Linked DNA regions of Gossypium arboreum: region 2 is linked to region 1. Evidence: chromatin contacts called from public Hi-C data. All regions are on one chromosome and are shown on one strand. The core of a region is the stretch at or near the end of the contact, and the rest is flanking DNA. Distances in the headings are between cores, read along the strand shown. Region 1 has its middle 13 kb from the start of LOC108470210. Region 2 holds the start of LOC108452125 (ubiquitin C-terminal hydrolase 22-like).

Region 1 (5,617 bases), core at 2,312-4,811:
CGTCAGGAGATATCACACTATCACATGTTATATATGGCGTGTATAGCTAGACTCTCACATATGCTATGTTAATCCGAGAATTAACTAAATCGTAGCTCTGATACCAATAAATGTAACACCCCTCACTCGTATCCATCACTGAAATAGTGTTACGGAGCATTACCAGACTTAACAATTAAACAATCATACATTTCTCATATATTTTTCATATCCAATAAAATACATTCACAAACAATAATATTGTCCCTAATACGAGCCCTCGATGCTCAAATCAAACATTAAAAGTGGTTTGGGACTAAACCAATAACTCAGGAAAGTTTTGGAAAATATAGAAAATTTTCCAAGTATAGGGAACACACGCCTGTGTGGCCAGGCCATATGCCTCACACGGCCAAAAACACATGCGGACATTCGAAATGGGATCACATGGCCGTGTCCTAGCCCGTGTTTGACCTTGTGTAACTCCCTGACTTGGGTTACACGGATAACCACACTCCCGTGTGCCAGACCGTGTGCTAGGTCGTGCCAAAACTGTAGGGTATACTAACTTATGTCACACGGCCAAGTCACACGACCGTGTGCTGGGCCGTGTCGAGCATACTGAATTGGTTTCTAATAAACATCAAGGGACACACGGTCGTGCTCGGCTGTGCTACCTGACCGTGTGTCACACACGGCTGAGACACACGCCCATGTCTCTGCGTCTGGACAAAAATAGGCTATTTTCCAAACCATCTTTCTCACCCAATCTTGCATTCACCTACACAAACCAAATTGCATATTATCATATCTTCAATAGGCATTTCAACCCATCTAAAACAAGTTCAATTCATGTTATATCATTACCAACAATCACAAGGCAATCAAATATCACAATTAGCCAATCAAATTCCTACCAATTTCACATCTGTAAATCACCTAAATGGTCACTTTCAACTATGCATTTTTTTGCCTAAAACCACAAGCATACCATAACTCAAAATTCAACCATTTTGTACTCAAAATACCAATCCACAACAAGCATTCACATAGCAACTTCCAACCACATAACAAAAGGCTATTTGCATATATATATATATATATATATATATATATATGCATAAATACATAACCAAATATACCAAAATAAGCCAAATCACATGGCTATACACATAACCAAACATTTATCATTCACAAGCCAAATCAATTGGCTAAATACATTACCAACATATAAACCATATTAATCACAACTCCTATACATGCCATATAACCAAGTACACAAGTTCAAAAGTACCAAAAATGGCAGTTGGATAGTGTGATGAGATCTCCGATGACTCCCAAATCTGAGCAAGCTTCGAAAACACTATAAAACATGGAAAAATAAACAAAGTAAGCTATAAAGCTTAGTAAGCTCGTATGATTAATAAATATAACCTACCATTCATTCATGCTCATATGATTAATAATTATAACCTACCATTCATTCACCAATTAAGTTATCTATCATGATACAATACAATTCAACTTAATCACAAGGCTAACATATGTTCATCCACATAGTAGATCATGTAACTCACAAATTACATAGATTCAATGCTTATACGATTTACATAAATACCTACACTGATACGTATCAATCTCTTACTCTCTCATATCTTCAATATACTTGTTGAACCATTTGGAATAATATCGGATACTCAGGAATCTCGCACCCTAAGTGCCAATACCAGGCCGAGGCCATCTCAATCTCATATCTCATATAATGCTCACTCTCGAGCTATCAATGGGTCTACTCACACAAGCTGACGGTCAAGACGTAACTACACGGTGCTACTCACACAAGTTGATGAGGATCCGCAACACATGCCGGATAACTCGGCCATCGGCTAATGACATGTCATTTGTATCCTATTTATTCCTAAGGTTCAACCGGGATTTAAAAATTGCCAAATCTTCGTCGAACATTTTTGTAAAGTCGTAATCACAATTAATGCATTTATAAAGCATTTAAAACACAATTATATTAATGCTTATTAACATACGAACTTACCTCGAATTTATACAGAGAGAAACGAGCTATCAATCCAATATTTTATTTTCCCCCAATCTAATTCTGAACTTCGCTTTTCTTGATCTATATATAATCAAATTTAACTTATTTAATTATCATTCTATTCAATTTAATCCAAATTTCATATTATGGCAATTTTACACTTTTCCCCTAAACTTTAGACTTCTTTACAATTTAGTCCCTAGCTCATAAAAATGAAAATTCATGCAATTAAGTCCATACCCATGCTAGCTGAATTTCACCTATACTCATAGCAGCTCATATTTTTCATTATTTCACAAATTTACCACACAATTTATCAGATTTCTCAATTAAATCCCTATTAAAATTTTTATCAAAAAATCACTTAACAAATGTTGTTTATCTAACAACAACCATCTATTTTCTAACATCACATATCAAAATACACACATATTCATCAATGTTAAAACCCTAGACCTTTAGTAGTTTTGCAAATTAGTCCCAAGTCTAGCTAGATTAAGCTACAACGATCTCAAAAACATAAAAATCTTTAAAAACGGGACAAAAATCGTACCTATTTGGACTATAATGCCTTGGCCGAATGAAGAACTCTAAAATGGCTTCTTTCTCTTCAATAATTCGGTGAAGAAGATGGATTAAGAGATGATACATTTTGTTTTCTTTATTTTACTTAGTTTAGTTTATTAAATTACACTTTTAACCTTGATTATAAATCATTAAAGTCACTTAATACATGTCCAATAATGTCCACTAACTTTATAAATGGGCTAATTATCAATTAAGGACCTCCACTTTAAAGTTCTATAGCTATTAGACACCTTTAGCTATTAGAACACAACTTTTACGCTTTACGCAATTTAGTCTTTTTATCAAATTGAGCATTCAAACAATAAAATTTCTTAACGAAATTTTCACACAATCATACTATCATGCTTTAGACCTCAAAATAATAATAAAATAAATATTTCGATCTCAAATTTGTGATCCCGAAACTATTGTTCTAATTCGACTAAAAATGAACTGTTACTATAATGCCACTAATTGATTAGACTCGTTAGAAACAAATTTCATAACCACGTGGAACGATCTTACAGGAAATTTTCTTCACAAATTCTTTTCAATAAGCCAAACTATCTAGCTCAGATACGATATCGTAAATTTCAAGTGAAAAAAAAATAATAATATGATAAATTTTAACTTTTTTTATATTTATTAAAAAATAAAATAAGTGTATAGTGGACCATTAATAACGTGGGTCCAGTTTAAGTTCATTTGAGTTCGACTTATTCTTCTTGTTTCTGTACCATGTTAGTGCTACTAAATTGATGCTGTTGGGTGGACTCCACACAAGTGTTTTTTTTTTTAATCATTTACGAATTTCTGATCCGCCAGATTAAATCTTTTGGACCTACAAGATTTTGCTTGTTCTTGGCAGAGATGTGAAAAAAATATATATATTTGCTCCATATAAAATTTTTAAATGAGTTTTCAAAGATAGTAGTACTAAATTCATAGTATATCTTTAAATGGGTTTTCAAATATAGTCTGTATATTCTACAATATTAAAACAAATTTTGATTTATCGTTATTATTTTAGTTCGTTTTATTGATACAAAAGGTAACGATGGAGGAGGTTAAAGCTAATTCTGCTCGTAATTGTTAGTGAGGTTTGAAGAGATAGAGGATAATTTAGTATTCTCTTAAAAAGTTTTTTTAATATTTATTTTAATATTATAAAGTAAAATATGTATTTAAACAATATTTAAATTCGTTAGTATTATAGTATTTTAATATAAATATAAAAAAATTTATTTTAACTCATTATTAATACTTTGATATATAAAATATAAATTTTAAATATTTTAAGTAATCAGTATTAGTATTTAGTAAAATGTATTTGAATATATATTTTATATTTTAAATATTAAAATATAACCATTACAAAATTAAATATATAATGTTTATATTTGAAATAAATTTCAATAGAAAAATAATTATATTCTCAATATAAATATTATATAAAATACATTGAATTATAAATAAGGGTTAAAATATCATTTGACACAAAATGCTTTTCCTAAACACAAAAGCTAAAAAAAAAGCCTTTGCATTTAGGTTCGAAAGCACTTTTAATGTCAAAAAACACCTGTTTAGCATTTTCTTACGACTCCAAAAATACTTTTAATCCTAAGATTATTTTCCAAAATTAACAAGAGACAAAACCATTAGAGGAATGAAGAGTTTTGTAAAACAAAAAGATTTGAAATGGATCCTTTTGAGACAAGTGTTGTGATAAAGTCATGGTTTACTTTTATCTAAAGATGATTAGAAATGACTTGACTCAACTCTTTTAAAGCAAGTCATAAAGTAATGAAAACCTTCATTGAATGTAATGAAAGTTACTTCTGAATTGACCTTAACATCACCCTGTGACAATCCGCATACTTAATCAGGTGAGCCTTCGTTGGAGGTGAGCCCTCCTAACAAGGTAGTTAAGTATAACAAGTTTAAATTGGATTAATATATATTTTTCCCCTTGCACTTGTTGTACTTAGTTGGTACTTCAACTTGTATTATGTCACTCAGTTTGATACTTTCGTACTAACATTATTAGTTTATAGCAGCATGGCACTAGTAGCCAATTCGACACGTGATAGCCTTTTAGTATGCCATATGACAAACATAAATAAAAAATTAAAAACTTTAAAAATATATAAATTAATAAAAATTTCACATCAAGAAAGAACATAGATAAATAGTTGTCCAAATATTTTATAAAAAATTAAAATATATAAAATAACTTATAAATACATTTGAATCGGACAATTACCAATTTGTCCAGGTTCATGCTTGATGTGAAAAATATTGTTCCTTTGCTATTAATTTATGTACTTTTTAAGATTTTTTATTTTTATTTATGTTTGTTGTGTGATATACTAAGAAATCAATCACGTTATATTATCTGATAGACCATTAAGGCTACATCAGCACAAACTAATAATGTTAGTACAAAGATGCTAAACTAGTTGATAGATATAAATTTAAATATCAACTAGCTGAAAAAATAAGAATCATACAAATCGCAATATTAACACTTCGAATTCTATATGCATGCTACTATAAATAAAAATAACATAGATTATATATGTTACACTTTAATAAATTTAATAACAATAATAAAACTGAATGTAGTCCACAAATTTTAAGAAATGCAGAGTGGAGACTGAATGATCGGGTGTGACTTCAAACCGAAATAAACGACAAATCTCTATGCATTTTTGTACCGAATGAGCTAGCATTACCAACCCTTGCCGACGATAATATTCCTGATTCGATCTTCCAGCATATATAGATATGGTAGTTGAGCTTAATGGCAACCCTTTTTCCATGCAAATTGTTTCACACAGAGAAAGAATTCCAAGTATTAGGGATGGGAAAATAAACAAGGGTATTAATAATAGGGGTTGGAAAGCTATCTCTGACATTCTACCACACGAAGTCCTAGCAACTTAAAAGTGGAAGAAACCATTAGTTCTGAATTTGGCAGGCAGTCCTCAGATGCCAGAAAACAGATGTTGAGTTGAC
Region 2 (5,617 bases), core at 1,222-3,721, 850 kb after region 1:
GAGAGCACTTGCCAACTCCTAGGGCAAGAAAGACGAGACCTAAACCTCATGCCCTGCAGTTAATATCAGGGTTACTTCTTAATCTTGAGAAAAATCTCCGTTGATGTTGATTTAAAAAAAAATATATACTAAGTAAAGAGGAACAAACTAACATTAGCTGACATGACTGCATTAACGTAGCAGCAAGTTTTTCACTGCATGATTTCTGCATTTCAACTAACTACATTCTCCAGGAATTTATTCTATGCAGATTCACATATGCCTCCTGGTAACTATGATTTGGCCAATTAAGCACAACAGCACCACACAACCCCATCCTAAGCACAAACCATACTGAAGATTCCTAACCAAATTTACCAATCCTAATTGTAATCCCAAGTTGACCAATGCAGAGTTGCAGACAAATAATCCTAACTGTAATTCCAAGTTGACCAATGCAGAGTTGCAGACAATTTTTTTTTTTCCAGAATGCCAAACTAAAATGAACAACCCAGTGAAGTCTTAGGAATTACAGACAACATGGCCTGGTAGAAGTCAACAGGGTACCGCATTGATTAAAGTTAGACTAAAGACGATTACCTTAGTAACTTGACGTGCTACACTTCAAAACATTCACATTTTTTTATCAATGCAAAAGATAAATATCCTTCCGGAACAAACACCTTTCGGAGAAACTAACAAGCATGCAAATAGCACATAAATTACTAATAACTGAACAAATGTTAGCCAATAATTACAAAGTCGTGAAGAGCTTAAGAAGATCCGGACCCAAAATCAAACTCCTTATTTTTAAGAGTTGCTTCAATTAATGGATTACGTTATATAAACAATACACTCAAACTCCACCTATGAACAATCCTAGCATAAGCATTCATATCGCATTCTAGAAATGCAACTTAAAGTCACTACCACAACCTTACAACAGTAAGAAAGGTAGTCACCTGGACTTTGGGACTTCCTTTTATCCTTCTCCACCTTTTCATGAATTCCCTCAAGCATGGAAATGAAAAATTCATGGGCATCCTGCTGCTCATAACTAGCCAAATTTGCCGCATGTTGCCACCAACTACAAAAACCTTAACATTAATCCCACTTCTTTTACCACAAAACAAATACTAGCAACCCACACAATACCAATATAGTGATAAAAAATACAAAAAAAAGGAAGAAAAAAAGGCTTTTATTACTCTCAGATTTTATTTTATTAAAAAATGATTTTGACGAAACTAACCTGTACAAGAACTTAGCTGGACTATAAGGAGTCCGATCCCCCGAGAAAACAGCCGAGAATATCGCGTCCATGTCACAAGCCAAACACAATCTTGAATTTTTAGTGCCATTAATAGCACCATTTTTTTGCTGACAATAATATCTATTATGTCGATCGCCTAAGAAATAGTTTCGCAAAGGCGGCGTATGGAGCAACGCTTGTAATATTGAATTCATAAAGCAGGTATTCCCCAAATTATTCAATCCACGTAATCCCCAAGGTTGTTGTGTTGACGAAACCAATGAGGCATTCGTCGCGTCCAGAAGAGGGATCGACTGATTTCCCCTGGAGATGTGTTCTCCTGAATCTGGCTCCCACGGACGATAATCTACTCGACGGCGCTTTCGTAGATTCTCCGGTTGAGATCCAGCAACGCTGCACTGCATTGCGGTGGATCCGGAAGTGGAGGTGGTTGCGGTGGCGTTGACAGTCTGAGCGAGGACGACGGCAGCGTCGAAGTCGCGATCGTATACCTGGTCACCGCACGCACAGCAAAATAGCTCAGCTCTGTCGACGTCTACAGCGATCTCATGACCAGGGATGGAAAGCGCGTGATCAGACGCGTGGGAGTGAAGAAGAGGCGCGTGACAGAACACTGCGGCACATGCGACGCACGCGTAGAGTCTCGAACGGGAAGATTCCTCGCACGTGCCGCATCGTGGGACCTCAGAAGGTTCCCTCCTTATGGCGGCGCGACCGCCGGGCGGCTTGACGCGGATACAATCATGTAGGGCGCGAAAGGGCTTGGGGCCGTTGCGGAAACGGAAGTCGAGGAGGTGAGGACACGGCTGAGGCGAAACGTGGCCGTTGATCTTGGAAGACATGGTGGTGGCGGGGTGGTGAAAGTCGCGTTGGGAATAGAAACCCTAGATATGAAGGACATAAGGGTCATGGATCTGGATCAGGGAAGGGGAAGATCAACGGCTGAGATTGTTCGATTGATAGTCAAGGAGCATTGAGTTTGATGAGAAGATGTTGGGAGTATGTATCAGATCTTGTCCATGCTCATGCATTGATCGGATTTCATATGTATCTTTTTAGAAATAAAATGTAATTTTTGTCTTTCTTTTTTTATGTATATATATTTTTTATGCATTCTTCCAAGAATGAATGAAATAGAAAATAGAAAAGCTATTGAATACTTGCTGAAGAAGGAAACATTCATTTTGGTGTTTTTATTTTTTTATAATAAATTATGCCTTTCTTTTCAATAGTAGTAATTTCCTTTGTTTTCTTCTTTTCTTTGTCCTTTTTCCGACATAATAAATATGATAATTTGTGTATTATCTTATATTATAAAGCATCTTATTTTTGGTACAATTTACAGTATTTTATATTTGTAAAAATATTGATATATTAGTAATTTTATTATATACATAATTTAAAATATTCATGTCTGTGTTAAAATAATGTAATTTTCATACTGGATTATGTTTTGTTTTTTACATGCTGCGTTTAGTGTTCATATCTATTTTCGTATCAATTTATATATAAAATGAGAGATTAATTGAAGTAAGGTGATAAATTAAATGGACCAATTTGAATATTATACTCTTAACAATTTCGGACCCTATATTTAATTTAAGCTAATATTATCCTTTTGATCAACGATATTTGGGTTTTTTTTTTCTTTCATGTGAAGTAAACTAAAAGGTAGGATTTGGTTTTAAGCAGATAAAGGGGGCATCATTTTCCTCATAGGCACTTGTATCTCAAGGCAGGGAAGAGGGTCATCATATCTACAATGCAATGACGCATCTTTGTAAGAAATTTTAATATCCATATTTTACATTAACAATTCATATAATTTGAAACATTTATGTATTCATTTTATAAGTTGACACTTAACAAAAATTGAAATCGATCCTTTCCTATGATATAAATATTCGACTGAAAATAAGAATGCTAACCTGGGTTAAATTCGGTGGCTAATATGTAGTTAATAAACTACTAATCCTTATCCTGGAAATCACATGGCCTCCAATCATTTCGGCAGTCATGCGAGGACCCCCATTTCTCCTTTTATAATTATAATGATATAGTCCCAGAGACTATTCATGAACCCACCAACCAAAGCTCAATAATTTGGTTGTCTGGTAACTAAACCACCACTGCCCGTTATCATCGAAATCCAATAATACCAACATAAATATTTGTAACACAAATTTATATGTATAAAAATATAATACTTTAAATATTAACTATGAGACATACTGGAATTGACAAGTCCACCCAACCACCTTGTATAGACATTTTAGTTTCACCTTGACCAAAGGGTTAAAGATCAAACCTGTTACTGTTAGTCTTTTCATCATATCATCCACTGGTTGACATAAAAGACAGTCTCAGTTTAGCAATGTAAGCAGAGAGCACAACCAAGATCATAAACATCAATCATGGCAGCTTCTTTTCCAACTATAACAAAAGGAACGTCGATAATCATTGGCTTTAAATGGGTTTAGCAATGCTTGCTCAGCTTCTAGGCTGGCAATTAAGGAAAGGCAACTAATATTTCATGTAAATGAAGCTTTGGGTGCATCAAATTTAGAAATAAAGAGCCACCAGCAAGAATGGAACTTGTTAGGAACATGTACCTGGAACTTCTAACATCATGGACATGAAAGGAAATTCTTACAGCTAATGGCAGCTCCAAGACCTGTCAAATGTTTTCTAATATGATCTGATACAGTGTTTGTATTGCACAAGATAACAGAAACAAGCATTTACACTATTGCCAATGCAGAGCAAAAGCAAGAACCATATAATTCATTGCAACATATAGACAGACTACCTTTGAGTACTAGGCTTTCAAAATGTCAATAATAGGTAATGACCTGAGGCATCAGGATGCCATGTTACTCAGGCTCAGGTGAGCTTTTCCACATATTTGGAGAGTCCTTAAGTTAGGTTGTGTGCTTATAAGCTACATGTCCAAGTAAACAATTCAGATGTTAACTCATAACCAAGTTTAATATCAGAGGCAGAAAGCATTGTAAGAAGCTTAAAATGATCCTTTTCTGCTCCCTTGTCTCATGAAGCATTCAAGATGACAAACACATGAATTTCCATCAAAAGGAAGTGATGAAATGTACATGTTAATTGTTTTACAGGCATTTCAAAACATATAATCTTTGGTAGGCTTTTACATTCTACTTTTGATTCAATATACAACGTTTTTCATTTCATGGAATAATTATATTCATAAATTTTCTTTTCGCAAAAGCTAACCACCATTTATTTGGAGTTCCATTGGGCCTATAGGCAACACTCAACAATCTCCCACTCGTTTCTTCTCTGATTTGCTTCAGATAACTCCTGAGTAGTTCTGCATTTAAGAAAGAAACGAATTATATGGTAGCAAGTTATCAAAACTTTGGTACTTGAAGTGGTTAATGTAACATCAGAAAGGATCAAGAATTTGCTGTAGCAGACAGAAATGAAAAGTTTTACAAAAATATTCCAAGCATTGCAAACCTCCTCCAACACTTGCAGCATACTGATAGAGAAAGCAATATCCAAAAAAACAACAGACAACATTTTCATGTTGACCAAAAGTGAGGACTTTTAAACTACTTGATCCTTCAAGTTAAGATGAGCATAAGCCATAAAGTCAAGGATTGCATCACATGTTATATGAAACAATAACTGGAAAGTAGAACGTACGTTTTATTTGCATAATTCTCAATATTCCATGCAAAAACAAGTCGATCTATTGTTGCCCGAAGACAAGAAAAAGATTTAAGTACAAAGAGGCAGCTAGCTAACTAAAAGGGTTCAGTACAACTCACTACGATGCTTGGAACATGCGTCACAAGTACCCTATACTTCAGTTCAATGTCACATAAATGATATATCAAATGAAAAAGAAGATAGTAACAGATTTACCTGCTTCCTTTTGAGACTGTGGGAGCACAAAAAGCCCCGGAAAAGGAAAACCAGATTCTCCAGGTACAGGAACGTTTTCCAAGCCCAAGTTAATGATTGCCTTGGTCCCTTCAGCCAAGGTCCTACAGCCCTCAAGCCTCTTCAAAGCCACATTTATGTAGAAAGTCAAATATATAAGGAGCTTATCTGCAGGGCTCTTAACATCAAAGTTTCTAAAGAACACATTGGCACGAAAGAATGTGATCGCTTCATCAACAATATCAGTTTTACCTGCAAAAAACCATCTTGAATTACCAACTCAAAAATTAAGGATATAATATTGAGAACTACCTAATGAAGGTTATATAATCCAACCTTGATCTGAAACAGGAGCAGGACCCTTTATATGACTTTTCAAAGGAAGTAAAGGGAAGCCACAAGCTTTAGTAATTCCTTCCTCATCAATAAAACTAGAGTGATAAA

What was found. A called contact is a pair of places that touch in the nucleus more often than the background predicts.
Region 2: a contact with region 1 is called in a Hi-C map of leaf, with 4 times the contacts expected there. The contact joins the promoter of LOC108452125 here to the enhancer-like site in region 1. A contact is called at or near these places in 2 of 5 Hi-C or Micro-C datasets (both in leaf).

The regions. Positions count from the first base shown.
Region 1 is chr8:93,056,265-93,061,881 of ASM2569848v2, forward strand. No RefSeq gene overlaps it. Among protein-coding and RNA genes, the nearest start is that of LOC108470210, 13 kb to the right of the region's middle. Within about 2 kb of position 3,562, at least 2 of the 2 cell types and tissues checked have an H3K27ac peak or open chromatin away from gene starts, as enhancers often do. A contact at or near this core is called in leaf, where this site is marked.
Region 2 is chr8:93,904,102-93,909,718 of ASM2569848v2, forward strand. LOC108452125 (ubiquitin C-terminal hydrolase 22-like) reads right to left here and starts at 2,472. Exons shown (of 3, transcript XM_017749886.2): 1 at 1,232-2,472; 2 at 942-1,066. The coding sequence starts at 2,094. LOC108452141 (actin-related protein 2/3 complex subunit 3) reads right to left here. Exons shown (of 5, transcript XM_017749898.2): 3 at 5,510-5,617; 4 at 5,156-5,425; 5 at 4,261-4,595. The coding sequence ends at 4,453.